Regions from separate parts of the Canis lupus genome. Here region 2 is linked to region 1. A link is a contact called in public Hi-C data. All regions are on one chromosome and are shown on one strand. The core of a region is the stretch at or near the end of the contact, and the rest is flanking DNA. Distances in the headings are between cores, read along the strand shown.

What was found. Hi-C and Micro-C count contacts between places; a contact is called where the count stands out from the background.
Region 2: a Hi-C map of blood shows a contact between it and region 1, with 4 times the contacts expected there. The contact joins the promoter of ZNF629 here to the promoter of ARMC5 in region 1. A contact is called at or near these places in 2 of 9 Hi-C or Micro-C datasets (both in blood).

What each region holds. Positions count from the first base shown.
Region 1 is chr6:16,948,175-16,951,066 of UU_Cfam_GSD_1.0, forward strand. It overlaps ARMC5 (armadillo repeat-containing protein 5), which reads right to left and starts at 1,526. Exons shown (of 6, transcript XM_038539723.1): 1 at 1-1,526. The coding sequence starts at 332.
Region 2 is chr6:17,478,291-17,481,182 of UU_Cfam_GSD_1.0, forward strand. ZNF629 (zinc finger protein 629) reads left to right here and starts at 1,466. Exons shown (of 5, transcript XM_038539783.1): 1 at 1,466-1,870. All of the region lies in intron 1 of LOC111096249 (a long non-coding RNA gene), which reads right to left.

The sequences.
Region 1 (2,892 bases), core at 276-2,775:
GCAGGGCCCGGCGAGGGGGCGGGGCCAGCAGAAGCCGCTGACTCGACGGACGAGGGGGCGGAGCCGGGGCCAGCCTGGGACGGGGCGGGGCCCGCTGCAGCCGCTCGCCGTAGCAGCGCGAGAAGGGGGCGGAGCCCGCCGCGCGCCCGGAAGCGCTCGATTCCCCCTGCTGCCTTGACGTGGCGCGTGCGGAGGGCTAAGAGCGCACGGCCCAAGGGTGTCTCGTTGGTAGCTGTGTCCTTTCCCCCACCTAGACCCTCCCCGGCCGCCGCCGTGAGCTGCGCGAGGCAGAACGAGAGCGAGTCCGTGAGGGTCGGTTTCGCAGCCGCCATCTTGGCTCAGGCCTAAGGCTCCGCCCCCCTCCTCGCCGCTCCTCCAAGGGAACGGAACTGGAAGAGAGGGGCGGGGCCGGGCACCTCCCCTCTGACGCTTTTTAAGCGGCGCCGCCGCAGTGATTTTGCAAGTTGGAAGTTGTAGTTCTCGGTCCCGGTGCTCTGCACAGTCGCAGGACGCACGTAGACAGTAGTGGTTACCTAATCCCTGTGCGCACCCCAGCGGCGCGTTCGGTGCATGCTGGGATATGTAGTCTGCCCCTTGCTTAGCACGCCGGGCTTAGGACCGAGGGGAAGCTCTCAGGGGGCTCGCCGTGGGCTGGTCCCTTTGGAGAACCCAGACATCCGACCTCGGAGTCTCAGTACCGTGCTGCTCCAGGTGCCGCGGCCACTCCGCCCCCACCCCCTCCACCCCGCGTGTCCACGACAGCGATCACCTTTTCCTTCCAGCTCGCTTCGCCGCCCCACAGCGATGGCCCGGGCGCCGAATTCCGCGCTGACGGATTCAGGATCGTGAGCCAGGCCCCAAAGTGTCAAATTCCTGACAGCGGCCGCAGATGCGGAGCTCTTGCTCAGTCAGGTGAAGGAGAGGGTTAAACCTACCGAGACCGTTCGCTGCCACTTCCTAGAGCGGCACGGGCTGGTGGACATTTCCGTTTCCGGTGCTGGCTCTGGGTCCGGAGTGTCTCCCGTCCTGGCTCCGCTTGTGAGCTGAGCGGCTGCTGTTTAGGAGACGGTGGTGGTGGTGGTGGTGGTGGTGGTTTTCACTGCAATGCAGTCAACGTGGCCAGAAGTGGCAAAGGAGAACTCGGACGGCGCGGAGCGGCAGGGGAAGCGGACATCCCGGGGAGCCCCGAGGTCCGCCCATCCCAGCGGGCCCTCCCTGGCGGCGACAGCCGGCCTCCTGGGAAATGCTGCTGGGTCTGAAATACCGATGTAGGTCAGGCTGTGGCCCAGGGAAGAGGCCTCTGGCAGGACCGTCTTGCAGTCCCCAAAGCCTTCGAGTGCCGGGAGTGTGGACTGACGGCATCCTGCCGCCCTGACCTCCTTCACCACCAAATCAGCCGCGCAGGTGACAATCAATCCCTATTGTTCTGGGTGTGGCAAGAGCTTCCAGCGAGGCTCACAACTAGTTAAGCGCCACCATGTACACACGGATGAGAAACCATACCCCTGCCCTGGCCTGAGTGTGGCGGCTGTTTCAGCCTCAGTTCCAACTTGTGCAACACCCTGGTTTCCCACTCAAGCCTCCAGTTTCACAAGCTCCCAGAGTGCAGGGAGGCCTCGGGCCGCGGCTCCAACCTGATTAAGCACCAGCGGAAGCCCTATAGCTGCTGAGTGTGGTAAGACTTTCAGTGTTCGCTCCATTCTAATCCAGCACCAGCAGGCACACAGGGGCGAGAAGCCCTACCGCTGGAGGGACTGTGTGGCAAGAGCTTCAGCCTTAGCTCCAGTCTGTTGCAGAACCAGCGCTCACACAGGGATGTGAAGCCCTTACTGCTGTGCCCAATCTGGTGACAGCTCTGGGTGCAGCTTTTATCTGTTCAAGCACCAGCATTCACACACTGGGGAGAAGCCCTATAATTACTGTAAATGTGTCAAGAACTTCAACAGCTCGTACAGCCTGGCACCAGCATAAGCATAGCGAAGAACAACCCCAAACATGGCCATGGCTTTAGTGAGCATACCCAATTCATTGAGCACCAGTGTATTCAATTGGGCGGACAACCCTATGCCCATTCAGAATGTGACAAAACCTTCTACCACAGCTCCAAGCTCCTTAAACACCAATGCATGCCCACAGGCGAGATACCCTGTAAGTGTCCCAGTTGCAGCAAGAGTTTTGTAGGCAGTTTAGATCTGCTGCAGCACCAACATACTCACACAGGCCAGAAGCCTTAACATTTGCCCTGAGTGTGGCAAGAGCTTCAGGCAGAGTGCTCATCTACCAGGTGGCCCACAGTGGTAAGAAGCCCTGTGTCTCCCTCCAGTGTGCGGCAAGGTATTTGCCAGCAGCTCCAACCTAGGCCAGCACCAACAGATGTTCCAGGGTGGCAGCCCCTGCCAATATCCCTAGCTTCAGTTTCAGCCCAAACTTCAGTTCTGACTTTGGTCCAGTCCTCAAGAAGCCTGAGCATCTCTAAGCAAATCTCTTTTCTGCTCCTCTAGGGCTGTTGATTGGTGGACTGAAATCAGGGAAACCCAGGCTGGAAGAATTAGGACAGTAGAGCCTTCAAAGAGCCTTCCCCAAAAAGAAGGCTTAAGTATGTTTTTTGAGGACCCAGAGACAGAATGTCAGCTGGAGGGAGAGTTTTTAGATGGTAGGAGCTACCTGGCCCAGCTGATTCCAGATGTAGGGACACCTTTGGCAGCTGCCGATCAGATCCCTTCATGGGCCTAAGGAATGATGGGATTAATCATTTCAAGAGCAACAATTGCCTCACCCCAGAGGCATGGGACCAGATATCAGGCACCCCTGTGAAAGAGAACCATCTACAGGGGTGTAAGCTAGGGCTGGTAGGGCCCACAACCAAAGGACCAGGAGACCTGTCTGATAAGT
Region 2 (2,892 bases), core at 216-2,715, 530 kb after region 1:
TTCTTTCTTTCTTCCTGGCCAATGCCTGCTTACCTTTTAGGCCTTGGCTTAGATTTCACCTCCTTCAGGAAGCTTCCCTGACCCTTGAACTAGGTCAGGTCACTGGTTAGTCACTGCACTTCTTCTTTTGCTTGACATCCCACTTCCCTTGCTAGAATAAGGCTACATTGCTCATCTCTGTACTCCTAGGATCTAGGTAAATAATGTAGTGTCTGGTCAATAGTAGGTGTTCATCAATGACAAATGAATATAAGAAGGAAAGAAGCACATCTTCCTTTCTCCACTGGCAAAATTCTACCTTCTGGTTGCACTTCTACTATAGTATTCAACTCTGTTCTCCTGGAGACCCAAACCTCACTAAGCTCAGGTCTATCTCACAATCCAGTGGGTCCCCAAACCCATTCTGTGGTTGTTTCTCAGTGTCAGAATGCATAATTAGAATAGGCATACTCAGCAATGGGGAGAATCCCCACATCAGTTGACTGGGTCTCTGTGTGCCTGTGAAGGCAGGGCTGTGTCCGGTTGGCCACCCAGGCCCCATAGGGGATAAGCACAAGGGTAGAGCCTAATAACTAACTTTCCATTCCCTTACGATTTATTGATTTTCAGTTGGCAGTGGCTTTTCTTCCAGTCCCTTCCTTTGTTCCTCTGATCAGCTCTGAGAGGCAACTGTGGGGTAGTGGATGGTCGGGATAGGATAGGAATGGAGGTTTTTTCAGATGCAATTGATTTGCATGAACTTGTGTGATCTTGGGCAAGTCACGTCCCCGCCTGGACCTCAGTTGCCTCATCTGAAACTTGGAGCCAATAATCTTTTCCTCATGTTTGGGGTCCAGCATCCTTGAACATGTCAGGAACAGTGGGAACCAATTGCAGCACACGAGAGAAGCTGTATGTAAACCAAATTTTTGGAAAGTACTAGTTATTTCCAACCTTTAATTTTGAGAATCACGGGTAGGATTGCAGGCACTCTAGGAAATTAGGAAATTCAGTGCCAAAGAAAAATAAAAGCTCGTGGTAATCTGTAATAACCCCAGTTGAGGTTTTAATGTGTATACTTTTAAGATACTGTAAGGGATGCCGAGAGAGGCGGTTGGTGTAAATGAAAACAGCTCCAAACAAGGCGCCTGGGCTTTGGTTCAGCTGCGGTGTGACTTCAGTGCCCTCACCTGTAGAATGGGATCCCCAGGCCCTCTCCCCTCACAGCCTTTTGTGAAGCTCCGAGGAAACAAAGGAGGGACGCGTGCCTCCGAAGCGGCCGAGCGCGGGCGAGCCCGCCCCGGCGCCGCGGGGGTTAAGGGCACCGAGCGCCGCGCTCCAGTCCTAGAGCGGCCGCGGGCGGACTTCCGGCGCGGGGCGCCCCGGGGGCTGGTCAGCGCGCCGCCGCCTCGGGAAGGACGCTGGCTGGCTGTGGCGCTGCGCCGCGCGCTCGCGGTTTCCCCGTAGGCCGGCGGCGCCGCGGCGGAGGACTGTGCCTCTGAGGCCCGCCCCGCGGCGGCCTCCCCCCGGGGCCCTTTAGGCCGGGCCCCCGCCTCCCTGCCCCCGAGTTCCGGACTAGCGGTGTTCGACCGTGGGCGGCCTTGGTTTCCCCTGCTGTAAGGCGGGGCGTGAGGAGCCCGGGACAGGCCGAGGAGAGTCGGTTTCTTCAAATTACTTGCAGCCCGGGATCCACTGTATTCCCACCGCACAGTCAAGGAAACTGAGGCCGCCGCAGGGGGAGTCTAAGGACATCTCTGTGTGTCGGGAGCCCTACCTGAGTATCTCCTCTCACCCTCTTTACAACCTCTTGAGGCAGGTGCTGTTGTATCCACCTTTACCAGTAAGAAAAGTGAGGCTCAGAGCGATTTCCTCCAAAGTCATGATGATGCAGGTCAGTGGCTGAGTAGCGAGATCTGTAAGCTCAGGTTTGTCTCCCTTGACTGGCAGATCTGTTTGGGGGGGGGGGGGGCAGGGGGAATACTGAGGGCTTACGACCAAATCCTTTCACAAAGGGCAAAAGCTGAGAGGTGAAGGGGGCGGGAGGGAGTGTCACAGACCTGGCCAGGTTATAGAATAGTGGGCTTGGGTCAGGTGTCTGCATCCCTTCATTTTCCTCAAGGTGAAAGAATCAGATTTAACACCTTTAATAACAGTTTTGTTAAAATAAGGTTCACATATCATACAGTTCACCACAGTTCAGTGGTTCTTAGTATATTCATAGAATTGTGCAGCTATCACTATAGTCAACTCTAGAACATTTTTATTACAACCCCCCCTTTCCTGTCCCTCAGTCTTAAACTATCACTACTTTACTTTGTATCTCTAGATTTGCCATTTCCTATAAGGCCATAAATGGCCTTTTGTGACTGAGATAATCTTTTTTTAAACAGAGTCCAGGCCTCAGCTCAGAGCTTTGGCCTGTAACCATACCCAGCTAGAATTGAATAGCCTTGCTTTGATTTTGTTGTACTTGTTTTTACCACTCTGGGATGAATGATAGGTATTTCCTTTTTATGATAGTGATATGAAATTTCCTTTCTGAATAAATTTGCTTCCAAAAAAAAAGTGAGTTAACATTTTTAAAGGACAAGATTAAATAAATAGTAGTAGAGATAGTACACAATTATGTCCAAAAGTTGGGAAGGTAAGACATGAATGAAGTTTGGGAAACACCAGATTGATTTGAGGTTCTCCAGTACATCATCTTACTCATGAAACAGGCGCAGAAAAGTTAGTATGGTAACCTGTCCGAGGTCACCCAACCAGTGACAGAACCTAGACTTAACCTAAGGTCTAATTCCAAACACCACTACTTAACAAATCTGGACCTAAAACTGAGGGAGAAGAATGGATGAGCAGGCTTGAGAGAAGATTCTATTTTTTTTTTAATTTTTATTTATTTTTGATAATCAC